Linked DNA regions of Sus scrofa: region 1 is linked to region 2. Evidence: chromatin contacts called from public Hi-C data. All regions are on one chromosome and are shown on one strand. Each heading gives the region's core, a stretch centred on a gene start, on an enhancer-like site or on the middle of the called end of the contact. The rest is flanking DNA. Distances are from core to core; before and after follow the strand shown.

Region 1 (5,900 bases), core at 3,014-5,513, 70 kb before region 2:
TAACCTGCTGAGTCACCAGGGAACCCCTAGAACTACTTTTTAAAAAGATAATTCAGGGAGCATTCAGGCACAAACACCCAAATGTTTACAGCGCACTTAAGAAGCAGAGAGTACAAATTCCCATGATGACATAGCATAGATAAGCACAGGTGGGCGCAGACTAGGGAAGGCCTGAGAATGGCAGACTTCGTCTGGAATGGCTGTCAACTGATAAGGGGTGATCTGAGCGAGGATTTCTCCAAAGGAAAGGGCTGCAAACTGACCATACTATTGCTTCTCCCAAGGACCGGAGGCATGGCCCATGCTACACTGGGCCTCTGTGGGAGGCCTCCTTTCCAGGCCATCTGATGGACCTTGCCAGCACTGTCTGGCTTTCTGAACCTGCACTGCAGGAGCCAGGTCTTCTCTTGCTTGCAGTCAATGGCCAGCTCAGAGCAACGAGTGGGAGGTGCTAAAGCAGGGCCAAAAGGGACCCGGGTGCTCATAGCATTTACCCTAAAGAGCCCCAGGAGGCAAGACCCAAACTACAAAAGGGGTACTCCGGTTGCAAAAGGGGTACCTCCACGAATGGGTAAAAGCTCTGCCTCCCAGCTTGCCCGAAATCCCCTTCCTGCTCACCCAGGGAGAGAGAACATCTGGACCTGGTTGCGAGGCTCTCCAGCTGCAGAGCCACTAGAGTGAAGTTCGTGTTTCGCTGGAAATTGCATTTCAGGGGCTTACAGACTGTCCTTTCTGATTCTCATCAGGGTGAAGTACAACCTAGAAGACAAGCTGGTTCAGAGCCCAAATCAGCTTGGCTTTGAAATGCTCTCCTCTCCCGATCCCTCTTTGAAAGCAGAATTAATGGTCCAGGTGGTGAGAAGTCAAAAAAAAGAAAGAAAAGGGGTCATCTCAGGTGCATTTCTCTGCCTTCATAAAAATCAGAGTCTCGCCCTGGTCAGAGCCGGTGCTGAACCTTCAGAGCACTTGTCCTCCTAGGAAACAAGAGCCAATGAGACTAAATCCACATGAGTGGCTGGGCTGGGGCTTTCCTCTACAGGAGGAGAAAAAAATGTGGATTCCAAATGGGTTAGAACTTGAGAGCCGAGGTGGCAGAGGGGAAAGTTACTAGACTCTTATAGACCGAGGAGGGAGAGGAGGAAAGCCCCCTAGGCCTGGTGCCAGCCAGTGCTTGTGCTCCGACACGTGCTTTCTGCAATCGGCCTCCCCGGGTTCTGGGACCCAAGCCTACAGCCGCACTGGCCCTCCTGCCTGGGCCACACTGTGCCTCTGGGAAGAGCAGGTGCATCCGGGAGCCTGTCCCATGCAAAGGCCTCCAGTGCTTCCTGCTATGTTAACAGTGAACATGAGACCTCACCTCTAGCCTCTCCCATCAGCCGGGGCACTGTCTGTCTCTCCCTCTGGACCCAGGGGGCAGAGGCAGTTAGGGAGGGTGAGCGTGTGGCTTTTTCCAGAGAACAAATTCCTTGGAGGGGAGAGAAACAGGTAGGCCGGGGACAGCCCTGATGCTGACAGAGGAGGGAGAGTCACACACAAGGCAAGAGATGAATCTGGGCTGCTGCTCTTCACTGCTCCCTTTCTGGAGGATGGCTCAGATGCAAGCAGATCTGACTAGGCTTCCTTCTGCATGTGACATAAAGCCCTGGAACTTTCTAGTGCTGCTTTAAAATTTTTGCAGATAAGAATCTCTATAAAGGCTGGTTTGTAGATCATCTGGCTACCTCATGGCATCTTTAATCATTGTTAAAGAGAACAAAAATGAGTCAAAAGAATAGCAGAATTTCTTCCTACAATTTAACCACTCACTCTCCCCCAAGCATTTCTCTCTTCGCATCCCAAAAGACTAGCCATAGCATAGCTCCTTGATGCCAAATGAGCCCAAATAAATGACAAAGAGAAATCCCAAGCAGGTGCCCCATTAAAAGATACCCAGTACCAAGGTCTGGTAAACTCTGGGTTTAGAATCATTTCCTGGAGTCCAAAGCATGGAGTTAGCTGCCTCCAGGGACTACTGGAGCCTACTTCTAGGCTCTTAAAACCCCCTGACTGCAGAAGCCTAACTAGCAATCTCAGAGGCAGCTAGCCCTTCAGTCTCTTCTCTCGAACCCTTCCTTCAGGCCCCCCAGCACCAAAATAAACAGGAGATATCCTTGGCCATCAAAAGAAGGTCACAGCACACTCAGCACATATTTGGACATTCTCTTCTCCTTCCAAGGCTTTTTGTACTGTGTCCCAAACGGAGTTCTCAGGCCACCAGCTGGGGAAGATGGCCTTGGCTGGATGGCAAAAGACAAGCTGGAACCAACACATGTGACTGCTATTTTGTGAAAACAGAGAATTCTGAAAGTGGAAGGATACAGTGATTGATCATTTGGGGAGCAACCAGGGCTGGGAGTCGGGATGCAGAAGAGAGGACCGGGCACAGCACAGCTCCTGGACAGAGCGCTCAGTGGCCTGGTGCTCCAGGAACACTGTCTGCAGCCTCTGGGTTAAGCCAGCAGGGGTAAAAGAATGCGACAAGCACCCTTCAGGCTGCGAGGTCCAGGGTTGACGGCACCTCTCCCCACCAACTGCCTTGGCATCTTTTCCCAAATCTTTTGGGTCATAGGAGGGTGGGAGGCGATTCCCACCTTCCACACCCAAGAATCAAAAGAAAGTGGATCTGAGACATGGTAAGAGGCCTCAGGTTTAAATCTTTTTTTTTTTTTTAGGGCTGCATCCATGGCATACAGAAGTTCCCAGGCTAGGGGCCAAATTGGAGCTGCAGCTGCCAGCCTACACCACAGTCACAGCAACGCCAGATCCTTAACCTCCCGAGCAGGGCCAAGGATTGACGCTGCATCCTCATGGATACTAGTCGAATTTGTTACTGCTGAGCCACAAGGGGAACCCATTATGAGGTCTTTTGATGGAAGAGACCAGGAGCTAATGCAGAAATGGCAGAGAAGTTAGGAGTGGGTGCTCTGCGTTCAGACTGCCAGGGTTCGAGTTCTGATTCCCCTTTGATGGCCTCTGAGATCTGGAGTAAGTTATCTAACTTCTCTGTGCCTCAACTTTCCCGTCTTTAAAGTGGGGAAAATACAGCACCCACCTCAACGACGTGTTGGAGGATGAAGCAGTAATACACACAAAATGCTTAAACAGTGTGTGGCATGTGTACACGTTGAAAATCTGGAGTGTCACCCAAAGTGCCTTGTCTGTTGTGGACAAGCAGCTCTCTGGAGGGACAGAAATACATGTCCTCCTGGACAGCACGGATAAAGGACAGGTAGGCTCCCAGTTTGGTGAAAGGACACATTAGGCTGCACCCTTCCTTAGCCCACTTTTCTCCTAAGGTCCTCGAAGACAGACCGTCCTTTCTGCCTGTACTTAAGCCAAAGCCCTGCTTGTCTGTCCGTTTACTCAGTGTGGCACTGCTGTGAGAACCAGGCTCCTCTAGGCCTTGCCCTCCCGGACTGAAGGGGCAGCGGCCCCACAGGGTGGCCTGCTGCTGACCTAACAGGCTTTCCGTGGGCCAACCTCCCCCCTGCTCTGGTCTGGCACTTAGGCTCGGCTGTGGAAAGCCAGAAAATGAGGCTTTCACCAGCCTTCGAGGAGGCTGGGCGGCAGGGACAGCAGACAGAACCATCCTGATCTCAGCAACGCGACAAGAACGCCCAGCCGGCGGCATCCAACTGCCTCTGCCACCAGCGCGGCCTCCTCGGAGACGGAGACGGGTAGGTTTCCTGTTGTGTCAGCCCCATTTCCTTCAGCAACATTATCCTGCAAACAGAGAGCTACTTTGAATAAAGCTCTAAGGTGTCCTGTTTCTGGCCGGGGAGGAGGGGAGGAGGCGAGGAGGCTGAGCACCACCGATTCCCCAGTTCTCCGGAGAGAAGCATCGCCGAGCCGTGACCTCTCTAGACGGCGCTTCTTCCCTCTCCCGGTCCTGAAAAGCTCTGTTTGAAGACAAGAAACGTGCTGGCTTTCCTTTATGACCTCAGATGGGCAAGTTCTGAATGGCAGCTGGGTCTATTACACGCAGTGTGAGAGGGTTAAACAGGACAGCCTCAACTCTTTATAAACTTTTGCCCTGTGGATATGTACTCATTGGCGGCGGTACAAGACTCGAGCTGTATTACACGCCTTAACGATATGGTTCAACTGTCGGTCAGGCTTGGGCCTGGCCCTGGGCCAGACCGCAATCAATGGGACACAGAACCTCCCCCTTCAGATCATCACGAAGGCTCATATTATCTCCTTTTCGTCGTGCTGGTTAAATTTATGGAGCAGAACCCTGAAGCCGCATTCCTCGGCCTGGGCCGGCCCACGCGGCCCTCCCTCCCTTTGTTCGGTACTGTAAGCCAGCCGTGCTTCGGAGGACTGCAGGGTTGTTAGTTCAGGCACTGACTGTTTGCTCATGACTGAAATGAAAGGAGTTCAGTGGAAGGGCAGAAGGACAGCCCAAGTGTAAAACCCCATCCCAGCAGGCCCTGGGCCCCTACGTACTGGCCCTGAGCTGCTCCTGAATGGACGGCTGCACGCTATGCTCACAAAAGCAGGCTCTTTGGCCTGCTCTCTGATAAAACGGTGGCGCAGCAGCCAGGCCCTCCTGTGGCGCACCTCCCGGGAAGCCGTGGGCTCCCGGGTACCGGCAGGCACGCTGGCCCCGACGCAGCCAAGAAAGCAAAGGGAGCCATGGTTGGGCAACATCCCCCCGTCTTGCCAGGTCCCACGGGGGATGGGGCTCTGAATACTGCACTGATTAGTACCTGATCATTTTTAACCTTCATACAGAAAAAAGTAAATGTATTTTCAAGTCTTGGCTTCAAGGGGGCTACAGCGCCCTCGCTGAATGTGCGCGTGCGCATGCGCACGTGGAGGGGCGGCGTCCCTAGAGGACAGGGTCTCCCGGAAGCAACAGACCCACGGGGCCGGCCCGGTTGCTTTTCACTTGTGATCTTCAGTCCCTCTGACTGCTGCACAGAGGGTTAAACAAGCAGCGTGATGGATGGGACTTGACTTTAGTTTTAGAGTTTAACCCACGAGGAGTGTGATCCACGAATGGCTCTCGAGGGCTGCGTGGGCAGCTGGCTCCAAAGGATGCCATCCGACGGCTGCAAAGGCGCGTCATCCTGGAGCTGAGCCCAGGCTCCCCACAGGAGGAGCTGTGAGTCCGTGGTTCACCGCGTACGTCTCGTGTGCCTCGCGGCCCAGCCATGAAATGAAGCTCCTGGGCTGACTTGTGGAAGTCTGGGATGATCACCAGAACTTCTCCAGGCAAGGCCCGAGCACGACGGAGAGGGAGCAAGAGGAACAGAGAGACCAAACCCCAAAGCGAAGACAAGAGGAGAAGGTCCGGTAGGTAAGCCTTTGAGAGGCATCACTGCTGACGTTGTAAGCGCTTTCCTGTCAGTTCAGTCTTGTAAGCCACATTAGGAACACAAGTCTAAGGCCCAAGCTAGTTTATAAAAATAAAACCAGAACAACCTGCACTAAGGCATTTTCCGATTCTGGGCAGAGGCGGGCTTCTTTGATGGAGTCTTCTGAAGCCAGTGGCCTGTTTCCAATCAGAGCCTGGTTCAATCTGCAGGTGAAAATGGTGCTTCCCGACTCAACGTAGCCACGGTTTCTGAATGGAAACTGTAAATTCCTGCATTTTCCTCAGAAGGCTCCCTTATCCACCGTGTTGATGTTAAAAGATACGGCAATGAATGTCATTCCAAAGTCTCAAGCACCTTTGTGGGGGAAGATAGGAGGTGCCATGGAATGAATGGGCCGTAGAAAATCATCTCTTGCTATGGAGAGTCCCTCTTCTCTATGAATTCTTCTACTGTGTACTATTTGTTCTGGTTTGTTAAAAATGTAGGTTTATAGGAGTTCCCTGGTGGCCTAGTAGTTAAGGATTCGGTGTTGTCACT
Region 2 (5,372 bases), core at 2,150-4,649:
TTCTACTGTATAACACAGGGAACCGTATCCAATCTCCTGGGATAGACTATGACGGAAAATAATATAAAAAAGAATATATATATCACTGAGTCACTTTGCTGTAGAGCATAAATTGGCCCAACACTGTAAATCAATTATCCTTTAATAAAATTTTTTAAATAAATGAAAGGTCAAGAACCATATTAATTGGAAAGAAAACATAATACACAGCAAAAGAATTACTGAAAGCAAGGCAGCCTATCAATAAAATCACCTTACACGAAAAAAAAGGGCAGCAGATCTAAACAGATATTTCTCTAAAGAAGACATACAGATGGCAATAGGCATGAAAAGACATGAAAAGATGTTCAAAATCACTAATTATTAGAGAAATACAAATTAAAACTACAATGAGGTATTGCCTCACATCAGGCAGAATGGCCATCATTAAAAGTCAACAAATAACAAATGCTGGAGAGGGTGTGGAGAAAAGGGAACCTTCCTACACGGCTGGTGTGAAACTAAACCGATGCAGCCATTATGGAAAACAGTACAAAAGTTCCTTTAAGAACTAAAAACAGAGTTAGCATATGATCTAGCAATCCCACTCCTGGGTCTATATCTGGAGAAATCTCTAATTCAAAAAGCTATATGCACCCCAGTGTTTATAGCAGCCAAGACATGGAAGCAAACTAAATTACCATCAACAGCTAAATGGATAAAGAAGATATGCTTGGGCATGTGCGCATGGGTGCACATGTGCGTGTGTGCACGTGTACACACATACACACCCCCTGGAATATGACTCAGCCACAAAAAAGAATGAAATAATGCCATTTGCAGTGACATGGATGGACCTACAGATTATCATACTAAGTAAAGCAAGTTAGACAAATACCCTATGATATCCCTTATGTAGAGAATCTAAAATATGATACAAATGAACCCATTTAGAAAAGAGAAACAGACTCAAAGACTTGTGTTTACCAAAGGGGAAAGGAGGTGGGGACGGGATAAACCAGGAGTCCGGGATTAACAGATACAAACCACTATATATAAAACAAATAAACAAGGTCTTACTGCATAGCACAGGAAAGTATATTCAATATTGTGTAATAACATATAACGGGAAAATATGAAAAAATACATATACATATGTATAACTGAATCACTTTGCTATGCACATGAAACTACCACAACACTGTAAATCCACTATATTTCAACGGAAAAAAAAAAAAAAAAAAGATATGAGTCCTTCAATTACCAGCTCTCTTAACAGCAATGGAGTCTCACTTCTGCTTTCCCAGCCTCAAGAGACTGCCCAAAGCTTTACTCACATTCTGGCTTTTGGCAGCTGCTTTCGGCTTCACTTCTCTACCTTTCTCCTCACACCACTTACAAATTACAACTGTCTCAAAAATAAAATCAGAGCAAATGCTGGGCTCACCTTATCAAGTTTCCCTCTTCTCATAAATCGTGGACCCTCAAGTACTGGCTGTCTTGGTAGCTTTCCAATACCTTCAAACAGACTTTTTGGGGTTTTTCAATCTAGCTTTCTTTTCAATTTTCGGTTGGTTTGGGTCTGCTATAAGCCAGTTAACCATTTATGGATACAGTCTAGTTTTCAATTATATTTTTATTTAACATGGTCAACATTTGAAGGATTTTAGAGAGCATGCCAAATGATCTTTTTTGAATGGAAAAGCACTTTTTCATGCTAATAATGTTAGGAAGTCTCTGATCCACTTGGAATTTATCCTTATGTAGAGTGTGAATAAAAACTTAATTTTCTATTTTTCCATATGGCTCTCTAGCTAGTCTAAGTGCATTTATTAAAATATCTATTTATTTCCCAGTGAATTAAAGTGTCTTTACATTAAAATCTCATGGGCAATTTAATAGACTTTCTCTTTTCCTTTCTCACTTATTTTTTAATCCTTTAGCATGTCTGCCTTAAATTCTTTTGGAACACGAGCACGTTTAGTTGAAGAAACTGAAGAAAACATAGATGAAATTTTCTAAAATAAGAGCGGGAAAACTTTTTATTGTTTTTGTTGTTGTTGTTGTTTTCCCACAACTGTGGCATATGGAAGTTCCCCAGCCAGGGACTATATCCAAGCCATGGCTACAACCTGTGCCACAGCTGCAGCAATGCTGGATCCTTAACCCACTGTACCAGGCTGGGGACTGAACCCACGCTGCCTCAGAGACAACACTGGATTCTTAACCCACTGCACCACAGCAGGAACTCCCAGAAAAATCTTGTTGTAACTCAAAATTCAGATCAAAAAAGGCAAAAGATTGACACGTTTTACAATTTAAAATAAGAAACTTTTGCATGATTTAAACACACACACACACACACACACACACACACACCAAAAGCAAAATAAAAAGACAAATGAAAAACCAAAGAAAAAATACTTGCAACTTATATCAAAGACAAAACTTATATAAAGAGCTTCTAAAATTTGTCTTCTAAACTTATATCAAAGACAAAACTTATATAAAGAGCTTCTAAAATTAGGTAAGAGACTAATAAAATGATCTTTTAAATGTGCAAGTGGAAAGTTCCCTTAGGTGCAGTGGGTCCGGCACTGCTGCAGCTGTGGCACAGGTCAAAACTGCAGCTCGGGTTTGATCCCGGGCCTGGAAACTTCCACATGCCACAGGTGTGGCCAAAAAAAAAAAAAAAAACCAGAAAAGGACATGCTATATGACCAGTCAATTTATCCACAGAGGGGGAAAAAAAAAATGGCCCTTTTTAATAAACATGTGGTCAGGAGAAGAGAAAAAACAAACATAAAAGTAACAGAAGAACCAGAAAGGAGAGACATCCAGACCAGGGAGGCCAGCAACATCCAATACAGCTGAGGACCCTACAGAGATGAGCCAAAAGGCAGCTGGATCCGGCGCCCTGGGTAGTCTCTAGCAACCTCCTACTAAACAATTTCAGAACAAAGCATTTCAAAGATTACGAGCATCCTCAAATTAATCCAGCCTAACACTCCCATTTCTTTAAATAAATAAGACCAGAGAAATGTTAGGTGGCAGGCCTAAACCCCTGCAGCTAGTTAGGAGTTAGGAGTAGACTCTGGACTTGAACATGCTCGTTTCCACAACAGCAACTACCTACTAGGTGGAAGGCAGGAAGACCAGACTAGAGAATTACTTCATTTCTCCTGGAAGACTCGCTGCTCTTCACTCTTGCATGCTTCCCCCAGCCACGTGGTGCATGACGAGGGGGGCAGGCACGACCTTCCCCACTGGACTGACAGAGAAACTGAGGCCCTGAAGCCTTAAGCACTTTGCTCAGAGTCACACAAGAAATGTGCTGGGAAAGACAGGTCCTGACATCAGTTCAGCCGCTGTTGGTTTTGTCGGTACAACTTGGAGCATTACTTTCTTCTCAGAGAAGAGGAAATGAGATCAAAACAAAGGCAAAAGGCCAAAGCTTTTACCCCAACTTCCTCCCTGCAGCCAGATGAGGAAGAAGAGCCACACGTGATACAATGACTTTAAAACCTCCACTGAGCGGTCGAAACCCTCAGGAAAGACACTGGCCCCTTTCTGAGTGGCTGCGCTTTGTCTGAACCACAGAGATGTTCTGGCCCCTTCGGTAGAAAACGATCTTGACCTGGTGCCACTCTGGGGCCTCCCGCGTTTGAAAATGCTGAGACAGGACGGGTTGCTGTGAATTACTCTGCCACCTTCAGGTTGTTCTGGCGAGTCAAAGGGAGGGAGGGGAAGGACCCAACAGGGCTTTTTCTTGTGGTGACTAAATGACTAATCAAATACAGTAGTATACAAAGTTGATGCCTATTTACTCAAGTAGCAGACGGTTTCCTGTTATAAAATGGATTCTGGAGAAAGCAATCTGTGCTCCTAAGTTCCTAATAAAAATAGGAAACTGTCCATTCCTACCTCCGCCAGACAAAAACCTGCTGAAGTCTTCCAGAAACTTTATGGAGTTGAAAGAAGAAATACCTGCCCATATTGCATCAGGTCTCGGATCACAAGCTAGTCCCTGGGCCATGTCCTTTCCTTTCTTAGTTTATCCTGCACTAAACAAAACTGTCTGGAATTCATTCTTTAAAGGTTTATTTATGGTACATAGAGACTGTTTATGTGAAGCAGGGTATTTGCCCATTTCCCTCTTGGGACAGTGTTTAAAACTACAGGGATATTTCCCTCTCTGGCACTTTCTGAAATACAATTAACAATACCGAATCTTTTTTCCTTTTAACAAATCTGGTTTTTATTTAGGGAGGGGAGGAAAAAAGTAAAGGGTCTGAAGTTTCCCAACAAATTATTTCAAGCCTTTGAGAAGACAGTTTTAGGCTTTTTAAATAGTGTCTTTGTCTGAAATTCCCCCTCACCCCCACCCTCTTGCTCTCTGACCATTAAAATGTGGGTTTTCTTCCAAACTAGATTGCTCAATTAAAGCCCTTCTTTTGTAATACCCCAATGCACTAAATGGGAAAAGGACTGCTGTAGGCCACCTTGTGAAACCTTTTAAAGGCTCCTGGACGCTTTTGATCTTTAAAAAAAAAAAACAGAAGAGCATATAAACTACCTGGCATTTTCAATATTACTCTGCTACTCTCTAACATGCAACCTCGGGAGAATAATGGAGAAGCGGGCGGGCGGAGTTGGGGGGGTTGGAATCGATGCTCTCATCTCTGCATTTGTGAGATGGAACTATTATCTCCCTCTCCTTCCAGCACAGACTAAGGAATCCAATTGAGAGAGCAGACGTGAAGCTGCTTTGAGTCCTTCTGAACAGACACTCTATCTGGCAATACCGTACCCTCGGTGTAAACCTGAAGAGATTTCCCTCTGAGGTTTCTGACAGCCCCGCTTCTGGCCTGGAGTCAAGAGAATCAAGATAATTATTCCTTCAACACCAAAGACATGGTTACCTTTTAGTCAGACTCTTGTGATTCCTGTTCTGGGACAGGATTCCATTTCCTAAGCACATACTTTCAGCCGTTACATATTCATCTCAAGGAGCCGACTGCTCTTCCTAAGAGCTACTAATCAAGGGATATTACTCTGTTAGAAAACTCTTTGAATAAATGACATTATTTTATGAGTCCCAGACTCCACTAGGAGAACTCAAGACACGATAAAACGGTGACTTTCATAAGCTGAGAACTTCACTCTGATGTCCCAATTCCCAGCACCCTGGGTGAAATAGGAACGTGCCACACCCAGGGTGCCCCCGTCCCACACCTCAGAACGTGGCTGCTCCACTGAATTTGTTTAGCAGCCGTTTGGAAAACGCCTTGACGATGTCCCTTCAATATAGTGTCAAGTGAAACATTCAGCCTAAACGATTCCCAGTATATCCGATGCAAAATATCATGTAAACATCAATACCATGTAACTGG

What was found. A called contact is a pair of places that touch in the nucleus more often than the background predicts.
Region 1: a Hi-C map of skeletal muscle shows a contact between it and region 2, with 2.3 times the contacts expected there. The contact joins two enhancer-like sites. A contact is called at or near these places in 10 of 47 Hi-C or Micro-C datasets (embryonic fibroblasts, epiblast stem cells, heart right ventricle and 4 more) and 1 of 2 datasets of contacts at active chromatin or transcription factors (skeletal muscle).

The regions. Positions count from the first base shown.
Region 1 is chr6:72,477,979-72,483,878 of Sscrofa11.1, reverse strand. All of the region lies in intron 66 of VPS13D (vacuolar protein sorting-associated protein 13D), which reads right to left. Among named protein-coding and RNA genes, the nearest start is that of DHRS3, 120 kb to the left of the region's middle. Within about 2 kb of position 4,263, at least 50 of the 83 cell types and tissues checked have an H3K27ac peak or open chromatin away from gene starts, as enhancers often do. A contact at or near this core is called in liver, mesenteric adipose tissue and skeletal muscle, where this site is marked.
Region 2 is chr6:72,407,823-72,413,194 of Sscrofa11.1, reverse strand. The region is part of intron 62 of VPS13D (vacuolar protein sorting-associated protein 13D); the gene reads right to left. Among named protein-coding and RNA genes, the nearest start is that of VPS13D, 150 kb to the right of the region's middle. Within about 2 kb of position 3,399, at least 44 of the 83 cell types and tissues checked have an H3K27ac peak or open chromatin away from gene starts, as enhancers often do. A contact at or near this core is called in liver, mesenteric adipose tissue and skeletal muscle, where this site is marked.